Linked DNA regions of Sus scrofa: all the other regions are linked to region 1. The links are chromatin contacts, called in public Hi-C and HiChIP or PLAC-seq maps. All regions are on one chromosome and are shown on one strand. Each heading gives the region's core, a stretch centred on a gene start, on an enhancer-like site or on the middle of the called end of the contact. The rest is flanking DNA. Distances are from core to core; before and after follow the strand shown. Region 1 has its middle 19 kb from the start of CNOT11. Region 2 holds the start of RNF149 (E3 ubiquitin-protein ligase RNF149). Region 3 overlaps CREG2 (protein CREG2).

The links. Hi-C and Micro-C count contacts between places; a contact is called where the count stands out from the background. HiChIP or PLAC-seq counts read pairs in DNA pulled down with a chosen protein or histone mark.
Region 2: a contact with region 1 is called in an H3K27ac HiChIP or PLAC-seq map of alveolar macrophages. The contact joins the promoter of RNF149 here to the enhancer-like site in region 1.
Region 3: a contact with region 1 is called in a Hi-C map of alveolar macrophages, with 2.2 times the contacts expected there. The contact joins two enhancer-like sites. A contact is called at or near these places in 3 of 47 Hi-C or Micro-C datasets (alveolar macrophages, embryonic fibroblasts and subcutaneous adipose tissue) and 1 of 2 datasets of contacts at active chromatin or transcription factors (alveolar macrophages).

Annotation. Positions count from the first base shown.
Region 1 is chr3:53,098,168-53,102,286 of Sscrofa11.1, forward strand. No RefSeq gene overlaps it. Among named protein-coding and RNA genes, the nearest start is that of CNOT11, 19 kb to the left of the region's middle. Within about 2 kb of position 1,419, at least 1 of the 83 cell types and tissues checked has an H3K27ac peak or open chromatin away from gene starts, as enhancers often do. A contact at or near this core is called in alveolar macrophages, where this site is marked.
Region 2 is chr3:53,030,118-53,034,189 of Sscrofa11.1, forward strand. RNF149 (E3 ubiquitin-protein ligase RNF149) reads left to right here and starts at 2,315. Exons shown (of 9, transcript XM_013995949.2): 1 at 2,315-3,097. The coding sequence starts at 2,656.
Region 3 is chr3:52,977,888-52,982,380 of Sscrofa11.1, forward strand. CREG2 (protein CREG2) reads left to right here. Exons shown (of 4, transcript XM_003124874.4): 4 at 1-133. Among named protein-coding and RNA genes, the nearest start is that of RNF149, 52 kb to the right of the region's middle. Within about 2 kb of position 2,359, at least 11 of the 83 cell types and tissues checked have an H3K27ac peak or open chromatin away from gene starts, as enhancers often do. A contact at or near this core is called in alveolar macrophages, where this site is marked.

The DNA.
Region 1 (4,119 bases), core at 169-2,668:
CCCCAGGCCAGGGATCAAACCCATGCCACAGCAGTAACCTGAGCCACAGCAGTGATAGCAGTAGATACTTAACCTGCTGGGCCATCAGGGAACTCCATCAAGGACATTCCTTTTTTTTTTTTTAATTATTTTTTTTTTTAGGGCCACACCCACAGTATACGGAAATTCCAGGCTAGGGGTTGAATTGGAGCTACAGCTGCCAGCCTACACCACAGCCTCAGCAACAGGGGATCCGAGCCACATCTTCGACCTACACCGCAGCTCATGGCAACTCTGGATCCTTAACCCACTGAGTGAGGCCAGGGATCGAACCTGCGTCCTCATGGATCCTAGTTGGGCTCATTACCGCTTAGCCACAATGGGAACTTCCATCAAGGACATTCTTAAGTGAAACTGAAACTAACTAACCTTCATTCCTTTTTAACATAGCTGTGAAGAGTACAACTGCTACAACTTCTTCTTTTTTTTTTGTCTCTTTTTTAGGGTTGTACCCGCAGCATATGGAGGTTCCCAGGCTAAGGGTCGAATCGGAGCTATAGCTGCCGGCCTACACCACAGCTACAGCAACTGGGGATCTGAGCCACGTCTGCAACCTACACCACAGCTCACAGTAATGGATCCTCAACCCACTGAGCGAGGCCAGGGATCAAACCCACAACCTCATGGTTCCTGTCGGATTCGTTTCCACTGTGCCACGACAGGAAATCCTGCTACAGCTTCTTAGTGCTGCTGCCCTGATACGCACTAAAGACCAGCAAGTTCACCCAACGTTGCTATTGCACCATCAGTGCAAGTGTCAACACGGTAAAAAAGGCAAATGGCTTACACTTATTATGAAAATAATTTTGACCTCACCTACCTCCTAAAAGGGTCTCAGATAACCCCTGCAAATTTCCATGGACTACACTTTGAGAACTGCCACCTTAGATCAGGGATCAGCAACCTGTTTCTGGAAAGAGCCAGAGAGTAAATATTTTAGGCACTGTGGGCCATACCATAGCTGTCATGACTACTTGGCCTTGCTGAGACAGGCTGGGACCTGGGATCTTTTGCTGCAGTGCTTGTGCCTGGACAAATGTCTTGGCCAGCAATAAAATACACAGAAACTATGATGGACTAAAAATAACTACACAGGTGGGTTGCTGGGGCAATTGTGAACAATAAGATAACAAAGGCCACAAACCAACTGCTGCTTCCGAGGTGCCCAGAGCCAAAACAGGGCACTGCTCATGATCCCTGCACATGGCACCACCAAGGGGTAGGCAGACCACCTAAGCCACCCCTCTGACCAGACCCACCGATCCACCTCCACTTTTGCCCCATTTAAGAAACCAGCTCCATCCCCCTTGGGAAACGAGCAAGGGCACTTGTTACTGGTTTTCACTCCCTCTTACTGCAGCATGAATCCTGATCAAGCCTTGCCTGAATTCCTCTTCTGGCCTATTACCAATTTCCGCTGATTAAAGAGTCCAAGGACCTGAGTTGGTAATACTGCCGCTGTAATGCCAAAGCAGCCAGAGACAACATGTAAATGAAGGGGTGTGGGCTAGGTTCCAATAAAACTTTGCCTTCCAAACCCACAGATATGGCCTGGGTAGCAATTTCCTGACCCCTGCTTTAGACAATCCAAACTGTTTCTGGCTTTTAAACCACATGATAACTGACTAATAAGGTAACATTAGCCAATCAAATCACGACAAAACCAAAGTTACCCCACCACTCCTGCTTCACCCTACCCCTTCCCATACCCTCATAACAAGCTACAACCCCACGGTGGTGCTAGGTTCTGAGCAGGTCCTGATGTCACACTTGCCAGAGTTGCTCTGGCCAAGGTCCCAACAAGAAGCAGATGCGGAGTTCCCGTCGTGGCGCAGTGGTTAACGAATCCGACTAGGAACCATGAGGTTTCAGGTTCGGTCCCTGCCCTTGCTCAGTGGGTTAACGATCCGGCGTTGCCGTGAGCTGTGGTGTAGGTTGCAGATGAGGCTCGGATCCAGCGTTGCTGTGGCTCTGGCGTAGGCCAGTGGCTACAGTTCCAATTCGACCCCTAGCCTGGGAACCTCCATATGCCGCAGGAGCGGCCCAAAGAAATAGCAAAAAGATAAAAAAAAAAAAAAAAGCAGATGCCATGTTCAAATCATGTAACTCTAGGGGTAGGATGCTGGGACTCACAAAGCTTAGCGGCAATAATCTGGTGGAGCTGTTATCACCTTTGAGCCCAAAGAGACAGAGGGAGGAATTGTCAGAAGCTGGAAGGAAAGGGTCATCTAAGAACTCACACCCTTCCTCTGAGCCAGCAAAAGAAACACCCCAAACACCCTAGTTTTCTACCCGCTTGATCTCCTGCTGGAGCTATGCGATGGCGAAACCCAGTGGAAGCCAGGTGCCCAGGGAGATTGTCATATGGTCCACAGGAGACTATACCCGTGTTCCTGCAGTTGAGGGCAGGTCCAGGAATGTGGAGAGTGGCTCTAAATAAGGGGACAGGTGAAAGATGAGTGGCCCAACCATGTCCTGTAATTGCCTATATCATCAACTAGACTGCCCCGATGTGAAGCAGGTACACACCCTTCTGCACTGCTAGGTCTGCAGCTCTTAGCCGGTGCCTGACCCAATGGAGTGTTCAGTAAAGGTCTATTGACAAGAATGCACGAGAGTCCTGATGTTGTGACCAGGAGGCTCTGCAGAGCCAAGAAGCCCTCTCTCCCCCACCAGATACCTGTCAACACACCAGTACCACAACTTCCAGGACCTGACCTGCTGTTGCCACTGGGAGGGTGCTAAGCAGAACAGACTTTCAGCCCTTTCTCGAAACCTAGCACCACCGGTCCAAACACAGAGCTCAGTGCCTAGATGCTGTGATCTGAGACATTTCTGAATCTAAGCACAGAACCCTTCCTCAAGCACAAGATCTTTGCAGGTCTTAAGATCTTGAGTGTCTTAATTTCTTTTCTAGGACCTGGAAGAGTACTCAGTATAGAATAAATAAATATTAAATATTTAAATATTATTTATTTAATATTAAATGTTTAAATATTATTTAATATTTAAATATTAATATTTATTTATTTATTTATTCTATGCTCAATAAATATTTGCTGGGAGTTCCTGTTGTGGCTCAGGGGGTTAAGGATCTGGCGTTGCCGTGAGCTGTGATGTAGGTCACAGATGCAGATCAGATCTGCGTTGCTGTGGCTGTGGTGTAGGCTGACAGCTACAGCTGCGATTGGACCCCTAGCCTGGGAACCTCCACATGCCTCGGGTGTGGCCCTAAAAAAGCAAAAAAAAAAAAACTTGCTGGTTGAAGGAAGGAATAAATGTCTTGTCAGTACAGTGGAAGTTCCCAGGCCAGGGATCAAACACACACCACAATAGTAACCAAAGCCACAACACCAGATCCTTAACCTGCTGAGCCACCAGGGAACTCCTGAGGAGCTTTTTACTTTTGTTGTCGTTGTTGCTTTTGTTGTTACTGTGGCAACACTGGATCCTTAACCCACTGTTCTGGGCTGGGGATGGAGCCTGTACCTATGCAGAGACATTGCCAGATCCTTAATTTGCTGTACCACAGTGGGAACTCCCTGGAGAGCTTTTTAAAAAGTCCTGATGCCCATGCCACACCCGAGATCAATCAATTCATAACCACTGGGGCCCAGTTATCAGTCTTTTTTAGAGCTCTTGGGGTTATTTCTAAACTCTGAGCACTTCTCCCAACAGTTGTGCACGTCATTTCCACTAGATGGCATCAGAAACTGTTCAGATGTCACCAACCAGGCCCTAAAGCCCTGGCCCTTAAATGAACTCATCATTTTGCTTGCTTTTATTTAAAATGAAGCAAAAACAGAAGATTGGCCAGAACTAAGAGTTATGTAGTGATTCCCAATATAAACACCAACCCCAGTCTGATGAAACAAATATAAATCTATGTTGCGTGAAATATTTTTATGAATGAATTTTAGCTATTTCTAATCACCGACTTTAAAAAAAAAACACTGTAGTCATACAAAGAATTATACATATTACTGTAATAAGCACTTCCATGCTTGTCACCAGGCTAAGAAATAAAAAATAAATACAATTGTTGGAGTTCCTGTTGTGGCTCAGCAAGTCGCCACGTTG
Region 2 (4,072 bases), core at 1,065-3,564, 67 kb before region 1:
CAGGGCACAGGTTCAATCCCCTGGCCTGGTACACTGGGTTAAAGGAGCTGGCTCATCATAGTTTGCAACTCTGGCTGGGATCTGATCCCTTGCCTGGGAACTCCGTAAGCCCTGGAGTAGCCAAAAATGAAAGAAAGAAAAAAAAAATGCAATAAGCCAGTGGAAGTGGCTGAGGGTATACTTGAAAAGCCATGAGTTGATTGTTGTTGAATCAAAGTTCCAAGTGCATAGAGCTTTCTTATACTACTTTCCATCATTTTGACTTTTGGAAACATTTGAAATTTTCCATAATAAGACAATTAAGAGAAACGATGATGTGGAGGAGTGTGAGGTACCAAGCACCGGGCCTAAGATAGAATCAAGGATGTTTCTGTACAAGGGCATATAGCCAATATTTTGTAATAACTGTAAATAGAAAGTAACCTTTCAAAATTGTATAAAAAATAAATGTAAAAATTGTTTTTGGAGTTCCCATTGGGGCTCAGCGGGAATGAACCCAACTAGTATCCATGAGGATTGGGGTTTGATCCCTGACCTTGTTCAATGGGTTAAGGATTCTGAGTTGCTGTAGCTGTGGTGTAGGCTGGCAGCTGCAGCTCGGATTCGACCCCTAAGCCAGGAACTTCCATATGCTGTGGGTAAGGCCCTCAAAAAAATTTTTTTTTTGTTTTTAAAAGGGAAAAGATAATGATACTTGCCTCACCCTACCCCACTCCCCCTGAAAACAAGAGTGTGGTCAGGTAAGTCCTGTCAGCTTTTCTTGTGGATGGCAGGGAAGGGGAACTGAAAAGACTGAGGGGCAACTTCTGTAAGTCTGAAGGCCCTAGGGTTTGAGCCAGTGACCACAGCTTTGGAGGGAGGTGGGGGTTAGGATGAGGGTGGTGACTAGCTGAGGCCTGTAGCTGATAGTGAAAAAATAAAAGCCAAGACTTGGGTGTGAGTCTAAGGGCTCAGCAGCTGCAGGCCTGTTTCTATTAGCCTGTGAGCGTCTCTGAGCAACAAACCTGTAAGTAATCGTGCGTCTTAATGGGTAGAAAAAGAGCTATTTCGCTTATTTAACGAACATGGATTACACACATGATGTCTGCTAGCTAAGGTGGACTCAGAAAAACAGCAAAGACAATCCCGGCCTTGAAGAAACTCAAGTAGTTGAAGACTAAAAACTGTATTTAGAAAGCAGTAGTGCTGGCACCTCATTATGCATAAGCATAACATACACAAGCAACGTGCAAATTAGGAGCACCCAAGTTTGCTTTTAGGAACTGGGGAAGGTTTCACAGAAGAAATAGCTTTGGAGTTAAACCTTGAAATTGAAGTTGGTGTTTGCCAGGACAAGAGCCAGGAGCAGGTTGATTTCAGAAAGTAGGAAATGATTGTGCCAGATGTAGCATGAAACTGCAAAGGCCTCTTCTGGAAACTACAAGTATTTGTTTTGCTACAGCAAATCATGGCTGTCCTTGGCCATTTCCTAGCCTGCCATGACCAGCATAACTGATCTCCCTATTCTAGGCCTGGGACAAGAAGAAGAAGGTCTCAAGCCCTGGGATCCTTTCAGCCTTTGGAAAACTAGTTTCCTAATGGGAAAGGGAGAGGAGATCCAATTTCAAGAAAAACTTATGGGTTGTGGGCTGCATTTTGGAGCAGCATCTTAAAACACTCAGTCCAAGAAAGGCTTAACAACAGAGGACTCATGAGAGCGTGTAAGGCCCAACAAAACGCCTGATGTGAGTGGTAGCAACCTACTTCCTGCGATTACAGGTCCTTGTACAAAAAAGGAAGATGAGTCAGTCAGAAATCAGTGTTCTAAACCTCTTTTCCTGCTAAGACTTCCTTTCCAGAGCAGTTTCATGTGCACTATCACCCGATTTTTATTTCCAAACAACAAATTTTCTTTTTATATTTAATGCTGTACCATTTAAGTGCTCATCTGAACAAGTAGTGCGATGCAATGACTTCAATACTAAAGATTATACATAAAATACTGAAATCGGTAACATAAAGTATCTGGAAAAGACGTGTAGCTTTGGAGTTTCTAAACTAATTTTCAAAGTTTTAGATAAGCAAGGCCTTCGCCATGTGCCTCGCACAGTAAATTCTTCATAAACATCCGTTCGGCGATTTTACACAACAGCGCTCCCACGCCTCCGGCCGGTTAGCAAAGAAGCTTCCCGTTTCTGCGGCGGTCACTTCCCCCGGCTTCGTTCAGCGTGCTACAAGTCCCGTTGCACAAACTCGGCCACTGGCCACGGGGTGACGCGGCTTGGCGCAAACTGTCGCGTCATTCGCTCACACCCGAGCCTTGGTCCGCAGGCTCCCCGGGTTCCGGGACCTCCAAGCGGCAGAAAGGTGGAGACGCTCTCAAGCACTGGAAGATCTCCGCCCGAGCGCACCTCACTGGGGTCTGCAGGGGGGGAGGAACTGGCCCAGGCCCCGCCCCCGCCCCTCCGCCGCTCCGCCAGGTGCGCGTGCGCCGCAGCCCCGCCCTCGCCGCGCCCCTCCCGTCCCTCCTCCAGGTGCGCGTGCGCCGCGGCCCCGCCTGCCGCCCGGACTCTCTTTTCCCGGGCTCGGCCGCCGGCGGCCGCTTCTCTGCTCTCCTCAGAGCCCTTGTACGCGCGCTCCCTCCGGCCCTCCGGGAGTCGCCCGGCGGCAGGGGCCATGGCGTGGCGGCGGCGGCGGCTCCAGGCCCGCGGCGCGTTGGCGCTGCTAGCGCTGGCCCTGTGCTCCCCCGGCGCCCGGGGCCGGGCACTCGAGTGGTTCTCGGCGGTGGTGAGCACCGAATACGTGGACCCGCAGACCAACCGGACCGTGCGGAGCGTCTCGGAAAGCGGCCGCTTCGGCGACAGCTCGCCTAAGGAGGGCGCGCACGGCCTGGTGGGCGTCCCGCGCGCGGAAGACCGCGACCCCGAGGGCTGCGAGCCCTACACGCGCTTCCTCGTGCCCGGCGTTCAAGGGGCCGCGCCTTGGGTCGCGCTGGTGGCGCGCGGGGGCTGCACCTTCAAGGACAAGGTCTTGGCAGCGGCTCGAAGAAACGCCTCGGCGGTGGTCCTGTACAACGAGGAGCACTACGGGAACTTCACTTCGCCCATGTCCCACGCGGGTGAGGTGCCGGGGCGCGGGGACGGAGTGGGTGTCTGCGCCGCGGTCCCGGCCGAAGGCCGGGTCCTCAGACCCTACCCCGAGGGGCAGCAGCAAGGAGGGCTAGAGGCGGGACAGCGATGGGCTCCCACTGTCGGGAACCACGGGGGAAGCTCTAGGTTTACTGGGTGTGACCCCCCCCCACACACCCCGGGTGCTCTTAGGAGGGAGACCAGCCTTCGAACAAGATTAAATCTTCTCCCTGGGTCCTTCAGGTCAAGAGAAGTGTCTTCTGCAGGGCAGTGGGAAGAACGGAAGAAATTAAAACCCACTGGAGGAGGATGGTGGTTCTCACGGATAGAAAGTCTCCTGGTTCCTAATCGTGGGTCCCTTGCCAGGCGGCCTCGCCCCGAGGCAGGTGGAGCAGGAGTAGGAGCATTCCAGGGTCTGGCTTTCTTCGCTTTCCTAAAACATGTCAATATGCTAAACCTGGAGTCAGAAAACCTGGCCTTAAGTTGGGGTACTGTTTTCTCACGTGCTAAATAGAAGGTTGCAGTGCTGGCTCTACTCCCAGTCCGATTCTTTGAGGCTTGAGTTTAGAGGAAAATTTTTAAGTTGCAATCATACTTTTTGCCAGGCGACCCTTCCCACATACACGATTCTCCAGGGCAGCAGGTCACATCTTCTAGAAGTCGTGAGAGTCTAGGAGGCATATTTTGCAAGGGTATCATTCTTAGAACTGAAATCCAAGTAATAATTTGATCATCAGTGAACATGGCAGTATTTCTGTGAGGCCTTGTGAGAGCAAGAGTCATTCTGAACTTAATGTGATTAAAATCTTTCTTTAAAGTTGCTGCTGCTGCAAGTCAGAGCCTTTTTTCTGTGCTTTTATTTTGTTCTGTTTTAGCCTCTTTAATGCAGTTTCAGAATCTGCCCGGTAAAGTGAGGACAGAAAAGTGACTTTAGATTTGGCTGATTTTAGCAGAATGATAGGAAC
Region 3 (4,493 bases), core at 1,109-3,608, 120 kb before region 1:
TGATCTCTATGCTTGATTAAATAAATTTATAATATTTATACACAGTCCTCTCATGTACTGTTAGAAGTTGGCATTATTAGATTTCTAAGAAAATAGATGCTATTACAATAAATTGGCAGTTAAATTTCCAAAAGAAAGCAAAGAAGCAGCTGAGTGACTTTCATTGACATGATCTTTTTTTCTCTTTAGGGCCATACCCACGGCCCATGGAAGTTCCTGGGCTAGGAGTCGAATCAGAGCTGCAGCTGCTGGCCTACCCCACAGCTCACGGCAACACCAGATCGTTAACCCACTGAGTGCAGCCACGGATTGAACCTGCCTCCTTATGCATACTAGTTGGGTTCTCAACCTGCTGAGCCACAACGGGAACCCCAACACGGTTTTTTTTTTAAGGGCCCGAGTACAATGCACTTCATTTGCAGCCTGGAAAATGCTGCTGTGTCCACACTTCGGTGTTTCCACTCTTGGAAGCATTTGCCATTCTTAGCATGGTTGTTATTCCTAGAGTTCAGAGCTACCAAAAAACTCCTTTTTGCTGATGAGAAAACATGCCTCGGGGTCCACCTAAGACTGTGGCAAAAGATGGCATGAGAGTGACCAACCCTAAAGTTTCGACAGACCATCCACCAACATTCCGGCTTCTCAGAGATCATCTTGTCTTAGAGACAAGACAGAGAGTGACCCACTGGCTCAGATGAAGGACTGAGGCATCTTTGGATACAGGACTCTCGGTGGTGGCATCAGGAATTCCAGGGCAGGTGTTCCCGTCGTGGGGCAGTGGAAACAAATCCGACTAGGAACCATGAGGTTTCGGGTTCGATCCCTGGCCTCTCTCAGTGGGTTGAGGATCCGGCATTGCCTTGAGCTGTGGTGTAGGTCACAGACACAGCTCAGATCCTGCGTTACTGTGGCTGTGGTGCAGGCCGGCAGCTGTAGCTCCAATTCACCCCCTAGCCTGGGAACCTCCATATGCCACAGTCCCGACCCTAAAAAAACAAAGAAAAAAAATTCCAGGGCAAACCAGGGTGGACTGGCCACCCTACCTCCACTCCTTCCCACGCCCAGGTCTGAACGGCTCATCTCCAGAGCCAGAAGCTGCACTTTGGACATTCAGGCACCCTCACACACACACACCCCACGCCCTCTCTCCTGCTCCAGAGCCCTAAGCAGCTCCTCTGCCATCATCTGTCTCACTTGACCGACACCATGCTGAGATCACAGCAGAGAACATGGCCCATCCCTCAGGAGGCTTATGTTTCCCAAATAATAACTAACCTGGTTTTGAAGCCAGGTTGTCCACTGACGTCTGGGAGATTCTGCTCCATCAAGTCAGCCACTATCCTCAGCACCCCCACTGTTTGCTGTTGGAACCACATGGCAATCCCTGCCCCTGATAAAGTCACCCACCATTTCTGCAGCTGTTTTAAAAACAAAAGAGTAGCTGATATATTGCATTGTGGCAACTAATCCAGGGAGGGAGGGAAGGAAGGATCTGAGGGAGGGGTGGCAGGAGAGGGTAATGCCAGAGAAGCTGGGCATCAGGGGACCCAGTAATGATTGCCTGCAGGGGGCGTTCTTGAGACCTCCAGCTGGAAAGCCGGATCACTGGAAACAAAGTGTGCAGACCAGTGCTCTCCAGAGCACAGCATTGGTGATGGCAAAGACCAGGCTGTGGAGGTGGGCAAGGAGGGTGGGTCACCAGAAGGCAGTGTGTGGGGTGCGTCAGATGCCATGGAGAGTGAGGAGGGGGCAGGAGGACGAGGGGAGGTGGGGGGGCAGCGGGAGGGTCTTGGGGAGTGTCCTGCCATCGTGGCCATCAGCTCTCGCTGAGGTCAACCGAAAGTCATGAGTTTTAAAGGAGCAGAGCTGTTTGGTTTGGCCTTGTTTTACTGGAGGAGTAATGGTGTGTAAAACTCTTAACACAGCCTTTCAAACAGACTGGCGAAGCACAAATCCATTGTTTCTCAGCTTTGTTAATTTGGGAAATTAGTGCCTCATCTGCATCTGTTTCCTCCTGTGTAAAATGGGGGTAATTATAATACAGAGACTAACACACCTCCAGGGCTAAAGAAATGGTAGCAATACGTCTCACTAGTTTCACGTGTATGTTGGTCATGTGCCCATGGGTCGCCTCAGCAAGGCTGTGAGCTACTTGAGGGAGTTGATTTCACACTCGGCAGGTTTGTGGCTCATGGTAGGTGTTCTTTTGATCCTCCTTGGTCTGTGACTCTCCTCTCTAGCCTGTTTGCCCCTCACTGAGGTCTTCCATACTCCTGCCCACTTCCAGATGAGCCACTGACCCTCCCAGAACTTCTGACCAAACTGCCAATCCTGGCAATTCGTCACAGCAACCGCAGCAAAGGACCTTGGCGCCACCTGGTGGCTATGCCTGGGACCTTCACCTTATTCGGACCAGAATAGAGGCGAGAAAGAACCCAGGGTCCAGCCTGGATAGGATGCCAGGCCAGGATGAAAATGCAGCCCGGAGCCACCAGTCGTGGTCAGCGACGTATCCTTGGTCCTCGCACACACACACACTGCGCTCTCTCCTTTGAAAATACAATGTTTTACCGGACATAATGGCAAGACAAACACAAAAATACTTTATATTTTAATAGTGATATTTTAATTATTTTAAAGTATTTATATTTTAGTTATTTATAATTTAATTACAGCAGTTACTGTAATTGAACTCGTCCTATGAGCTAGGTATTTTACATACTTTTTTTGAAAAAAAATCTCATTTAGTTTTTAACGTCCGCTCTGCAAGGAAGAAAAGGCTTCAGTTTTCCACGTGGGACCACAGCAGTCCAGCAGCTCTCAGACCAGCATTCCTGGGATACAGGACCAGGTAGGAAGCCCAGTGGGTGCTAAACCCAGGACCGTCTAAACTCAGCCTCCTCTCCCTCTTCTCAATGCTTGACGGGGTTGGAGGAGAGCTGGGTCAGATCTGTGTAGTTTTCCTTCTCTGTCCTCTGTCCTTGACCCCTGGTGAATGGCCATCCCTGGCGTGGCCTCGGGCTCAGACAGGACCAGCTTCCAGCTGACGCAAGGACTGTAAATCAGTGGAGAATTAACTAAGTGCCCTGTGTTAGCTCTTCACAAACTGTACCTTATTTAGCCCTGGCACCAACCCTGGGAGGTAGGAGAATTCTAATTGCCAAGTGTGATAACCTGACCAGAGTCTCCCAGCTATAAAAAATTAATGAAACTGCAATTAAACTGCAATTAAATGGAATCAGGAGACCAGAAGGGGGCGCTCTCACGCTGTGGGAAGAAAACACCCAAGAGGAAGAAGAAAGGTTCTTCTTTTGTGGCGAAACAACTCAGCCAATGGAATGACTGGGGCTACATGTTTATTATATGCATTTCGACTTCCTCTTCCCAGCTATAAAAGAGTTCTCCTTCGTTGCCAAGCAGGGACTTGCACTTGACTTGCAAGGGTTGCAGACCCCAAAAGGCAATTGTCTCCTGATCCCTAGTAAGTCCTCCCTCCATATCTTTTGCTGGAGAAAATAACGAGGAGCCGCTTTTAGGTTGGCAGTGGCACCCAGACTTCCAGAGGCATGCTCTGGACCACCACCAAACAGGCTTCTTTACGTCTTTCTCAGCATCGAATTTTTGTTTGGATTCAGTAATGTTTCCAAAAAATATATATATAACTCAAATGTGGACTCCAGCCAGGCAGTGGGAGCTTTTGCCACAGTCCCCACCCCCAGACCCACCTTCCTGACCCCCCACTGCCTCTTGGGTCTTTGATACTCACAGCCCTTCCAACACCTCCAGCTGCTAAGTTCCTTCATTTAGCTCCTCCTTTCTTGAAGTATCTGGCTGTTTGATGCCGACTAGCATGACTTTCAACATAACAGAAATGCTTGTGGCAGTGATCGCTTAATTTCTCGTGGAGGAAAAAAGCATTTGTTCTATCCTGACTATGTCTCGCATTTCCCAGGTCATCATATAATATTTTAATAAAACCATGCTCTGGACCTATTGTCCAATCAGGGCCCTCTGCTCACTGCTTACAAAATCAGATTCACAAATGTTAATAGAAAGGCAAGTTGTCTTCACTCAGAATGCAGGCAATCTGGGGAGATGGTAGGCTCAGCGTCCCCAAAAAGCCACCTCTGAGGATTCTGCTTGGCCATGACAGTGAAAGAGGAGGGAAGGGGAAAGGGCACAATTTTTAAAAGGATGACAGAACTATTGTCCCATAAAACTGGTTGGACCCCACTAGGTCCAAGATGGTGGAAGATTCTGCTCCCAGTGGATCCTGAGCCTCATTATTCACTCATTGTAACACATTAGCAGCTGAGGGACATGCCCACAGGTGCCACGACAGTTCTGAGGCCACCCATAAAAGGGTAAAAAGTGAGTGGTAGCCCAATTCCTGGAAACCCCACCCCTCCCTAGAAATAGTTAGAATAATCCTTCCACTCATAGCCCATGAAACTACCCAGCCCATAAAAACACACCACCACATATTTCCAGAC